Linked DNA regions of Muntiacus reevesi: region 1 is linked to region 2. The links are chromatin contacts, called in public Hi-C maps. All regions are on one chromosome and are shown on one strand. Each heading gives the region's core, a stretch centred on a gene start, on an enhancer-like site or on the middle of the called end of the contact. The rest is flanking DNA. Distances are from core to core; before and after follow the strand shown. Region 1 holds the start of DNAJC22 (DnaJ heat shock protein family (Hsp40) member C22). Region 2 holds the start of MCRS1 (microspherule protein 1).

The links. A called contact is a pair of places that touch in the nucleus more often than the background predicts.
Region 1: a contact with region 2 is called in a Hi-C map of blood, with 2.1 times the contacts expected there. The contact joins the promoter of DNAJC22 here to the promoter of MCRS1 in region 2.

Annotation. Positions count from the first base shown.
Region 1 is chr4:146,635,696-146,642,053 of mMunRee1.1, reverse strand. It overlaps DNAJC22 (DnaJ heat shock protein family (Hsp40) member C22), which reads left to right and starts at 4,364. Exons shown (of 3, transcript XM_065932122.1): 1 at 4,364-4,495; 2 at 5,184-6,141. The coding sequence starts at 5,302.
Region 2 is chr4:146,433,178-146,439,318 of mMunRee1.1, reverse strand. MCRS1 (microspherule protein 1) reads right to left here and starts at 3,222. Exons shown (of 15, transcript XM_065934485.1): 1 at 3,126-3,222; 2 at 1,856-1,975; 3 at 1,208-1,346; 4 at 722-860; 5 at 1-95. The coding sequence starts at 1,865.

The DNA.
Region 1 (6,358 bases), core at 3,115-5,614, 200 kb before region 2:
GTATAGCAGCCCAGTGCCCGGCAGCTCCCGGCTCTTCACCTGGTACTTGACTTCCTTGAGCTCAGCGTTTTTGTTGGAGCTGGCCGTGGTCGCAGAATTTGGGTAGCGGGGACAGGGGTTTAAGCCTTCTGCTTAGGTTAGGCGAATGAAGGTCTAAGATGTCAAGAAAGTGTGTAGACAGGCTTTAAGACTAGGCGCTCCCGCCTGACCTCGGAGGAATTGTGCGTGTCTGCGCACACAGGGGTGGTGTGTTGTGACAGGGATTGATGGGTGTGGGTCGCGTGTGGGGGTCGGCGATTGTGTGTGTCAGTGTTAGGGATGTGTCGGCCTGATTTTGTCAGCGGAGGTGTAAGTGCTGCGTGTGTCTGAGGAGGAGCTGCCACCGCTCCGTGCGTGTCTGTCCCCTGCCCCCCGCCCCGCCCGCCTTGCTGTCAGCTCTCTGTCTCCACTTCTGTAGGAAACAGCAGTGTGCCCGGTGACAGCTGAGGTGTGCTGCTCGGGGTGGGGGGATAGTGTTAACTGTGAGGCTGCTGGTTCAACAACTGCTTCCTTCCACCACCTCCACCCCAAACATCATTGCTCTCTCAAGCTTCCTGAAAGCAGTGGATGCTTTTTCCAAAGCCTGGGGACCCAGCTGCTAAGTCCTGGGGAAGGAAGTGATGACTACCAGAGTTTTCTACCTTCCACATACATGTATACATAGACACAGTCTCCATCTCATATATAGTCGCTAATATAAGATGTGATCTACAACCCCTCTGGCCTCCCCAGGCTGCTGGTGGATAGAGAGGAGGAGGTAGATCTCAGGAAGGGAAAGGGCAGACCATCAGACCTCTAAGAGAGCCCACATCTTTGGGGCCTAGGCTAGTCTTCCAGGATTCTTACCTTTTGGGTTTCAGGTCCAATTACTAGTTGACACCTTAGGAGAATGTCCTAATTATATTTTAATTCCTTTCCCTAATAACCCTCTTTCTTCACCTGACTTTGTCTCCACTCTCCTTCCCCCTCTCAAACACACCAGAAGGTTGACCTTCCCATTCCTGAATCTTCCAGGTCTACAGAGCAGAGAGTTGACCTGATTCTGGGTCTCTGGTCCTGTTTTGGTCAATGTGTCTTTGAGCCACTTTCCCTTGGCTTGTTCTTCTTTAAACATAGGGTGTCTCTTGGAACCCTCTCTATTTTTGTCTCTGTACCCTCTTTGTGTCTGTATATCTCCAGGTTTAGGAATCTCTTCCAAATTTTCCCCCCTACATTTAGGGGTCTCTCTTTGTTTCTCTGGGGCTTCACCCTCTCGTCATACCCAACAGTGAGGCCCATGGGGACGGGGAAGGGAGTAGAACTTCCTTCCTGCAGCCATCCAGAGGCGACTGCAACCTAAGGATGGCTAGGTAATGCCAGGGCCGGGACACGGCCGGGTCGCTTCTCATTCAGGGCACAGACACTTGGTCGATGCCCGGCTGTCCGCCCCTCTCCCCACCCCCAAGCCGCCCTCCTCCAAGCCCCCGCCCCCTCCGCCCGCCCGGAAAAGGCAAATTTGACATTTTTAAATCCCGAGCCTTGGAGGGATCGATGCGGCCCCGGGGCCCCGCCCGGGGTCGATATTCCTGATTGGGAAGCGGCCGCTGAGCGGAGCGCGCGTGTAAATCACCCGGACTGGGGGAGGGGGCGCGGGAGCCGACCGCTTCCCAGACGCTGGGAGCCACGCGGGGTCCCGGCTCGACCCCACCCCAGGGCAACGGAATGAGGAGAGAGATAGGCCTCAGACCCGGAGACAAGCCAGCCCTTGGACTCCCGCCTCCCCCACCCATCTCTAACTCTGTGGGCCGGCTCCGGTCTCGCTTCAGCGGCCGCCACCCTCCGTTGCCCCTGGAGCCGCCGGGGAGGCCGGTGTCGGAGCCAGCCATGCGGCGGCTTCTCTCCGGCCGCTCCCGCGGGGCCTGGGCTTCGGCGGCGGCTGTCACGAAGCCGACAGGCCGGGCCGGCCGCGAAGGGGAGGGTGGCGGGGGAGAGGTGGGGGGACGGCTGGCGCGGATATGGCTCACAGTGGGCGCGCAACAGATGTTTGCGGGATTGAGGGACAGCAAGGCGGCGTGGGCACCGCGCGGCGCTGAGCCGGGGCTGAAGGCGGGGGTGGGGGGCGGGGGCAGTCCAGACCTGTCGGGGGTGAGAATCTGGCCTTCTAGCGGGGGTGAGCAGGTGCCCCTGGCGCTCAGGGGAGGCTGAGTTGGATAGACCACCCCCCACCCCGCCCCCGGTCAGTGGACCAGGGTAGCAGAGAACAAAAGATAATGGGGGTGAGAAGGCAAGTTCGGACCCCACCTACAGCCGCCTCCGCCGCTCCTGCCCTCCAAGCCTCTCATCTCTCGGCTGGAGAAACCGAGGCAGCGGAGGTTGAGAAGGGTCAGGATGGTTAAAAGCGATGTCAGCCACGAGGCTGGGGGTAGCAACCAAAATTCCCGCGTGAGTCTCAATTCACCTACCCGCCCCGGGTCCTCTTGCGGGTAAATACACCGCCACGTTCCCGGTGCCCCCACCCCCCGCCACCGCAGCTCAGACCCTTCGCTCCTGCTTCAGCTTGTCAGATCACCGCCCCTCCAGCCCGCGTCAATCCCCACCCCGCGCCAGTTTATAGAACAACAATTTGGGGAAAACAATCCAGGCCGAGTGACGGCCCCGTAATTGTGACAAAGTGAGTGCGGGCGGCTGGAGAGCGCGCTCAGGCGGGAGCGCGGCGGGGCGAGGCGGAGGTAGGGGCGCCTCCAGTTCGCCCCCCACCCTCTCGTTCCCATTCCGGTCATCTCCCACCCTTCTCCTTGACTCTTCTCCAATTTTTCTTCTCTCGGCTCCTCGCGCCTCCCCTCGCTCGTTCCTCCATCGCTCTTTCCCTTTCCTCTTGGTAACTGCTCTTCTCCAGCCCCCGCCCCGCCGCAGCCCCTCCCCCGGTGCGCTTTTTTCCCTCTCGCTTCTCGCTGTCTCCTCCGCCCTCCACTTGCTTCTCCATCTTTTTCTCGTGCCAGTCGCCTTTGGGACCCTGGCCCCCAGCCCACAAATCCGCTTCTCTCCCAGTCCCGGCTTCCTGAAGTCGAGCCCTGAGCCTCCTCCCGGGTCCCCACCTTCTGGGAGGCCTGCGCGGCCCGGCACACAGGGGGTTCCTCCCGCCCCACAGCGACGGCCCCCAGGCCCAGGCGGGCTGCCTCTCCCCTCCCGCTCCCGTAGCTGCCTCTCCCACCCCTGTCTCTGCGCCCGGAGCCAGTTTGTTTGTCCAGCGGCGGCCTCGGCCGCTCGAGCTGTTTGCGGAGCTTAGCGCGCCGCCGCGCAGTGCCGGCCCAATTAAGTCTCATTCATTATTCAGCGCCCCAGTGCTCCCGCGCCCAGCAGCTGGCGGCTCCAGTGTCGCTTTGATGCCCCTCCCGGCCCTGGCCCCTCCGTGAGTCCTAGGGAGCAGACAAGAGGATCTGCTTTCCCTCCCTGGACCAGGAAGAGGACTGGAGGGGCTGGGAATATAGGAGGGAACAGAATCTGTCGACTGCGGGGAGGCGACAGGGGCAAGACCTCCAGGCCCACCCCACCCCCAAGTCAAAGATGGGGAAACTTGAAGATCCACGCTTTTTCTTTACAGAGGAGGAAACAGGCCCACTCCACCTCCCCAAAGCCAAGGTCACGTAGCAGGGTTGGAGCCCACGACATTGAAGTGAGGGGATCTTGCATCCCACTTCCATCCCAGCCTTGAGGCTGGAGGACACCGCAGATTATTCTCCTGGTGGGGAGGTCCTCACCCCCATCCTTTTCTGCTCATGGATCTCTCTCGCGCCAAAGTCAGCGAGATACAGCTGACTTGGGGTTCCTGAGGGACTCTCAGGTCTCTGGCTTGGATCTAGATGTATTGCCCCTGACTAGCGGGCCTGGAGGCGGGCAATGAGGCAAACTTGAGGGGAGAGCCTCTCTCTGTAGCCGGTACCCTGGTGTCTCTCCCTTAGGCAAATTGGAAATGAAGCCATCCAAGGCAGTCTTGAACGGCAATGGAATAGGGAGAGAGGACTGAAGCCTGAGGTGAGGGACCCATTTGTGAGGGTGCAAAGCGGTGATCAAGGGCTTCTTTTTGCTTTTATAGGCCCCCCACCCCGCCCCGCCTCGCCCTGGGCTCCTTTGCCCCAGCATCTAGACAAGGTGAGCCTGGGGATCCGCCCGACACCTCCCGTCCGCAAGCGGCAGCGCCACCTGGTGGTCGTTCTGTAGTAATGTAGGCGCTCTTGGCCTGGAGTGGGCGCTGCGCCAGCCGGGTTGAGCCTGGGGAGGAGGAATACGCCAGAAAGGTGATCCCTAAGGGGCGAGGGAGGGCCTTGGGGAGGAGGGGCCTGGCCAGGACGGCCCAACTTCCGTGACACAGCAAACACTGAAAGACAAAGTCCACTTGGATGGAAGTGGGAGCGGAATGAGAGGGGCCATTTTGACTGTGGTCAAAGGAAATGTCTGATCTGGAATCCGAGGTACCCAGGTACAGCTGCTCACCCTGGGACTAGCGGGTACTAGTCCCCGGGCCTGAGCCCCACAATATGGAGGGACCTTACAAGTTTGTCGTGGAAGGCGGTGGTTGAAATGTGAGGTTCCTGGGTCCAGGTCAAAATGTAGCTTTCTAGACCTGGAGGGAACTCAGGACCTCTTTCAAGTTTGACTTGTATCAAGATTTCTTGGTCTGGAGAGATGGGAGGCTGGAGAAGGGCTAAAATTTCTGCTAGGGGTCTGTGGGCAGCCACAGTCGGAGTTGGGGAGGGGGGTTAGGTGGTATGGTAGGGGACTTTAAAAGTTGTATAGGAACTTTCCAGGGATATTGTATTTATTCAGTTTTATTTTTTATTCATTTTTATTCACTCACCCCCACTCCCAAACCGAGAGTCCCTTCCAGGAGGTAGGTGGTCTGAGGGGAGGTCTGCAATTTAAGCTTATGCTTTTCTGTCCCTGTGCTGAGTTCTCACTTACTCAACCGAAAGCACTTATAACTTTTTTCTCTAACCTTGGAGTCCCTGTGGTTATAAAGAACAGAGATGAGATTCTAGACCTAAGAATATGGGAGAGCTACAATTGCAGGGACGCTCAGGAAGAGCTGGACTTGACTAATATTGGAAGAAGTGTTACTGTGTTGGGGTCTGGACATAATCTTATGACTGCTTTTTTCCATGTCTTAGGGTCTAAGGATAACTCTGGGGCCATGACTGCCATGATTCTCACAGACGACTCCAGATTTCTGCATTCCAGGCAATGGCAGGTGCCACTGGACTTATTGTGAGACCGTTTTCTTAGAGGATGGCCAAGAGGCTCCTGATGACTTACGCCCTCTGGGCTGTAGGGGGCCCTGCTGGTCTCCACCACCTGTACCTGGGACGGGACAGCCATGCACTGCTCTGGATGCTTACCCTGGGGGGTGGTGGTCTAGGCTGGCTCTGGGAATTCTGGAAGCTCCCAAGCTTTGTTGCTCAGGCCAACAGAGCCCAGGAGCAGAGGCAGAGCTCAGGAAGGGGGATACCTCCTCTAAGTCTCATTCGCTTTGTTGCCCAGATGATAGTGGGCATCTATTTTGGCCTTGTGGCTCTCATTAGCCTTTCCTTCATGGCCAGCTTCTATATTGTGGGCCTCCCTCTGGCAGTTGGCTTAGGGGTCTTGCTGGTGGCTGCCATTGGCAACCAGACATCAGACTTAAAGAACACTCTAGGGGCCGCCTTTCTTACTTCACCTGTCTTCTATGGCCGCCCCATAGCCATCCTGCCCATCAGCTTGGCTGCCAGCATCACAGCCCAGAAGCATCGCCGCTACAAACCTTCAGCTGGGTCAGAGACGCTCAGCGTGCGGCTCTACCGCCTGGGCTTGGCTTACCTTGCTTTCACAGGCCCGTTAGTATACAGTGTCCTCTGCAACACAGCTGTTGCCCTCAGCTATGTGGCAGATACTCTTGGCTCCGTCTTGAGGTGGTTCAGCTTCTTCCCCCTCCTTGGGCGCCTTTTGGAGTCTATCTTCCTTCTACCTTTCCGAGCCTGGAAGCTGCTGGTAGGAGATCATGGCATCAGCAGCAGCTACTTCCAAGAGTGGGCGAAGCTTTATGAGTTTGTTCACGGTTTTCAGGATGAGAAGCGTCAGCTGGCTCTCCAGGTAAGGTTTCTTCCCTCTCATTGCTGTCTAAGATGGCTCCAGGAGTTAGGCTAAGTCTCACTGGGGCTGGTGTGGAGGTACTGTTTTCATGTCTGCTGGGTCAGACCCCAGAAGGGTATCCTGACTTCTCTGGTCTTTTGTGTGCAATGGGTGATGGTTCAGTGACTCTAATAAGGAGTGGGAAAAGATATATGTATGTTATTTTCTTTTTACTGAG
Region 2 (6,141 bases), core at 1,973-4,472:
ACCTGGAGTGGCTGTTTGCTTTTCTTCACACGCTTGGTAAGTCCAGGGGCTGGGGCGGGGCTGGGCGGCACAGGTGTGCTGGGGGTCTTGGACACCTGGACAGAGGGCAGGAGCAGAGTGAGCTCAGAGCTGGCACCGGGGCAGCTGGGGCCTCAGACCCAGAGTTTTCTACAGCCCCATCCAACAAGAAGCCACAGGCAGAGAGCTCAGCTTTCTAATACCAGCTCCTCCCCATTCCCGCCCCCATCAAAGTACTTCTACATAGCCCTAGACCATATGGGGTCTTCTTTTTGCTGATGGTGCCCCCAACCCTGGAGTAGAGGGTGGGTGGGGAGGATACCAGGAAAACACTCTTGCTGGTACAGTGTCTGGGGCCAGAGCAATGCCACCTGGGGGTTATTTTTACACCCAGCAATGCTGGGAACAGGCTGTCTGCTCCCAGAATAGATGCACGCTCTATGCCTCCCACACAGAATGTGATACAGGATGTGCTGACAGGGTGGGGGGGGGGGGGGGGGGCGGGGTGCAGCAAGAAAGGGGGAGTAGTGAGATGGGCTCCCAGGAGAGAGGCATCTGAGGTTGGGGCTGGGGCGGCTTGATCCTCTCACAAGCCTCCTCTGCAGGGCTCTTGCCAGCTGGCGAAGGTTGTGGGGAAACACGAAATCTGGCACTGGCCCCCACCAGTGGGGCACTGGCTACTCCCCATTCTCCCAATCCTTACCTTCTTCTTCTCACTGGAGGAAGGTTCGCTCCCCGAACAGCGCCCTGGTTCCACCCCACTGGCCCCCTTCGCCCGGGTAGAGGACTTAGCCAGGCTGCTCTCCACCAGCTCATCATCGAACTTCTTCCTCTTTATGAACCTGTGAAGAGTCCTACTCAGAGAGCTCTCTATGCCCCACCCCCAGTACCCACTCACCCACACCCAGCCTCTAAAGGAGAGCAGGTTCCCAGTAGTCAGAGTGCTCACTGCTCTGGCTCAGTGGTCAAGGCATGGAACCTCTATGCCTCAACCCTCTGAGATGACTGGGTACCACACTACAAAGACTTCACATCAAAGACCTAAGATCTCCTTCCTTTGCTCAGTCTCAAGGAGAGGGACTTAGTAAGGTCGGGAAAAGCACAAGCCTCTGCCAACGCAGGCCCCAGAGGGATGCAGGGGTGAAGGCATGCTGCAGTCTCAGTTTCTGGCCCTTCAAACCCTTATTACCTGGAGGAGCTTCTCCGTTTAGGGATGGTCCCCAAGGCCTGAGAGGAGGCCCGCTTCTGCCCTGCCAGTGACTCCTCATCCTCTGAGCGGCTGGCAGTGCCCGATGCCATCAAGGATGAATCTAGCAGCCCCTGAGAATCTAGAAAAAAGAGAAGTGGTGAAGTCAGACCTCCTAATTGCCCAGCAGAGCCTTGAACCTCTGCACAGGGGACCCCTCCTCAGCCCCCCTTTTCCCAGCCAGCCCTCTTGGTCCCTCCCCTGTCTCCTTGACATTTGAGGTTTTAAGGTGGGAGTTCCTTGGCCATCCAGTCCCATCTGGGCCCAGACCTTCCACGCTGGGCAGTTCTCCCGGTGCCACGTGTCATGTCGTGCAGCACATGGTGCTCAGGTCAGACTGGTGATGCCGACACACCGGGCTCTGGGCATAACTGCTCCCTCTGCCATCAAAATGCAGCCATGCCAAAGAGCAGCAGCTCAACAGAAAGTCAGTCAATTGTGGCCTCTGCCGAGAGGTACGTGGGTGGTGCTGGCCCAGGGGGAGGTGGCAATGCCCAGCCAGGACCGAAAGACACACGTGCCAGGCACGGGGTGGAATCAGCAGATGCTTGGCGCCTGAGCGTTTGGGGAGCTGGCCCGGCCTCATACTACCTTTGTCCATCCTCTTACAGTCCCAAAGCCACTGGTTCCAAACCACAGGGCTAGAAGGAAAGGTCCCACAGGCTCATCCAAGGATTCTGACCAGGTGAGCTTAGAGGCCGAGAGGAGATTCTGCAAAGGAGAAATGAGGCTCCCTAAGACTCAGATTTCCATCTGGCCAGCCTCACCTCCTTATACTGGAACTGGTCCTCAGCATCCCATAAGCTAGTGAAAACACCAGAAGAGACACAATATATTCTGCCAACACGACCCTAATAAACCAGTAGCCTTTTGAAGGTCACCAACATCTCTGAGACAGTGACAAAAGCTAGGGACCCTAGAAAAATGTACACATTTCAGGAAGTTCACAACTTCCTTTAATTCTACCAACAGCCCCTAGGTGAAGGGCCTTGACTCCAAACTAGCAAGAAACAAAGGATTCTTGGCTCACTTTTGCTTTGTCAGCGGCCCACTCAGCTCCCCTCCCAGTCCCAAGCACGGGAAAGGAAAAGGAGATAGGACTCTAACCAGTCTACCTCACTTTTTTTTTTTCATTTTAAGCTTTGGCTTAAGATTTAGAGGGTGTTACTTCGTGGAAGAAAAAAACGCGGCTTGGTCACTGAGCAAACATCAACCGCCATCTGGGGGACCCTCGCCTAAGACCGGAGAACTCAGGTACTGGGGACTTTCCGGTCCCGCCCACCCTGATCAGGGACGCTTCTGACCAGGAGGCGCTCCAGCCCTACTCCCAGGTGCGCTCGTCAAACCGCTCCAACGTATACGGTTGGGAATTTAGCCACTTGGGGAAAGGGTGAAGAGCCCGATGCCGCCGTTACACTGAGGCAGGGTCTGCGCCCCCTTCCTTTTCTGGCCCTCTGCCCTTCGTTTTCCCCGCCAAATGCACACCCAAAGTAGGGAATTTGTCCGGGTCTATTTCAGGGGCTCGGGATAGAAGTGGTGAAGTCGGTCCTGCAACTCAAAAGCAAAGCACCGAATGAACCCCGATGCTCTCGGAGCTTTAAGCTCCAGGGGCCGGTGGCGAGGGAAGGGAGTCAACTCCCAGCCTAATTCTCACCCCACCTTTGGCGTGCTACCTTTGCGCATGCGTAACTTCTCGGACCAGATTCTAGCCCGGTCCGGCCCACGCATGCGCAGATTTTCGGGGCGCTACCGGGGCGGGGCCCCAAACCTGGGGGGGATCGTACCCGGCAGCACTCTGGGAAACCCCATTTCACCCCCAACTCTCCTCATCAATGATCAAAGGCGAACCGCGAAGTCTCACCATTCCTAGGCTGCCAGTTCCAACACTTTCTCCGCGGCGACGGCAGCAGCCGCAGGGCCAAGGCCGGCTTCCGTGAGGTTCGTCTACTTCCGGGTCTACGAACTAAGGGTTGAGCAATCCCTTCCGGTTCGCCCCGAATGCGTAAGTAAAGGGGCGTGGCCATGGTAGCGAAGAAATTCCTGTTTTGTTATCAGCCGAAATTAAAATCTTTCCTAAGTGAAACAACTTATTGGGAGACATCGGGTATTATAGGCCCCAAGTTGGAGGAAGTGATTAAAGGGAAAGGCAAGACTTGGAGCAGGATAGCCTGAGTGGCTAGGTGAGGCAACCCTGGGAGGGGGTGGACCGGAGGGTGGGGCCGCGCAGCTACTAGATTTCGGCTTCCGAATCTTGCCGCCTTGCTAGAGATCTAGGACTCTTGATAGTTTCCCAGGATCACTTATAGATTGTTTGATTCCACCAGCGGTTTTAGAGAAACTGCTCTGTGGCAGGCCTGTGCTAGGCACAATATGGGGAGACGGTGTTGAGGAGCTCCCTCCAGCCGGAGAGATGTGGCGTACAGAAGGGGCCGGGAGGTTGATGTCTAACGAAAGGATGGAGAGTTGTGAGCCGCGGCTCTAGAGAGCAGAGGCCAAAAAGAGAGAGTAGAGGCGCTGGGAGAAGGAGTGCCCTTGCAATCAGCCCCACCACGCCTGGATTGCTGGAGGGAGCTGTGGGTCCCGGGAGGTAAGATGACCCGCGGAAGCACCTTCAGGGGGGAAACCCTGAAGATGGGAGGACAAGCTTACAGGATAAGTTGGGCATTTGAGGGTGTGAGAGCTGCCTTGAGAAACCAGAAAGACTGTCCTCTAAAAGAGTTTCTATTTGTTTTATGCTTCCTTGGAGGGACATAGAAGTGTAATAGCTCTAAAGAAACATACTGCAGCTCAGAATAAGAAAGATACAATTCCAAAGCTGTCTAGCAGCTAGGTTGGACCCCTCAGTGGAGGTGTCAAGTACTCCTCACCTGAACATTGCCAGGTGATTCAGGTGTTAGATGGGAGGCTGGCCCTTCCGGCCCTGAGAGTGTATGATAGCCTTCATACATTCTCAGGGGACAAGAGTACCCTGTTCATTTGTGATCTTGCTTAATGAGCATTAACCTACTGTATTTCCCCTGAAAGACTGTATTTTCTGATACCAGATGTGATGGACTATACTAAATATAGCATAGTAGCTATACTAGGTGAGAGTTATCACAGAGGTCTCTAAGGAGATGAGGGTTGAATTGAGATTTGACATTTGATAAGGGATCAGTTGGGCAAAGAGCTGGGGTAAGATGGCCTAGTCAGCGGGGACAGTATAGCTCCAAAGCAGAAAAGAATTTGGAGAGACTGAGGAACAGGATGGAGATTAGTGTGGCTGGAGCAGTATGATCAAGAAAAAGAGAGGAGGGGATGAGAACAGAGAGGTCATCACGGCAGATCATTTTAGGCCTTGTATTTCATGCTATGAATTTTGGCCTTTATTCTTTTTTAAAAAAAAAAAACTATATTAACTATATTTATTTACTTTTGGCTGTACCACATGGCACGGAGGATCTTAGTTCCCTGACCAGGGATCAAACCTGTGCGCCCTGCAGTGGCAGCATGGAGTCTTAACCACTGGACCACTAAGGAGTCCCCTTGGCCTTTACTTTTATTGCATTAGAAAGTCCTTAAAAGATGCAAAAACATCCATTCTGTGATATGATTTACTTTTATAAATGATCCATTTTCCTGCTTGTGGAGAATGGATTGTAGGGAAGTAAGAGGAAGCAGAGAGAACAGGGAAGAGGCTACTGTATCAATCCAAATAAGAGGTAAACTCAGGTGGTTTAGCTGGGTTGTGGGGGCAGTGAAAATGGACAGACATAGTAACTTTGATGTGTATTTTGGAGGTAGAACCACAGGGACTTGCTTATGGATTGGATTTGGGATATGAGGGAAAAGGAAAAATCAAGGATAAGATCTAGATTTTTGGCCTGAGTAACTGGATGGATACTAGACAACCCCTCCCACCCTGTCTTTAGAATATATCCAGAATCTGGTTGTATCTCACCAGCTTATCCACTATTTCCTGATCCAAATCCCCTGGATTCATCGTCTCCCACTTAGACTATTGCAAGAGTTCCCTAACTAGTCTCCCAGCTTTCATCTTTACCACCTCTTCTCCAGTTTCTTTATAGCAGCTAGAGTATTCCCGTCAAAATAGAAATCCATGCGTGTCAAGCCTCTGCTCAAAATTCTCCATCATCCTTGGAATAAAAGCTTATGGTCTAGCCATAATCTTAAGTGTTGGGGATTCCAACATTTAAGGTAAGGTAGAGGAACCCATTCCCATGCATTTTAGTTCACGATTACTAAGATGTCCATGTCAATCTTGCCATCTCCTGCTTGACCATGTCCAATTTACTTGATTCATGGAACTAACATTCCAGGTTCCTATGCAACAGTGTTCTTTACAGCTTTGGTCTACATTCACCACCAGACACATAGGCAACTGAGCATCGTTTCTGCTTTGGCCCATCTGCTTCATTCTTCCTGGAGCTGCTAGTAACTGCCTTTGCTCTTCCCCAGTAGCATATTGGACACTGTTCGACCTGGGCAGGGGTGGGTGCTCATCTTCCAGTGTCATATCTTTTTGCCTTTTCATACTGTTTTCCTGGTTCTTCTGGCAAGAATACTGGAGTGGGTTGCCATTTCCTTCTCCAGTGGACCACGTTTTGTCAGAACTCTTCACTATGACTTGTGTGTCTTGGGCAGTCCTGCAAAGCATATCTCATAGCTTCATTGAGTTATACAAGTCCCTTCGCTATGACAAGGCTGTGATCCATGAAGGGGCCTCAGATATGCAGATGATACCACTCTAATGGCGGAAAGTGAAGAGTAACTAAAGAGCCCTTTGATGAGGGTCAAAGAGGAGAGTGAAAAAGCTGGCTTGAAACTCAATATTCAAAAATCTAATAAGATCATGGCATCTGATCCCATCACTTTAT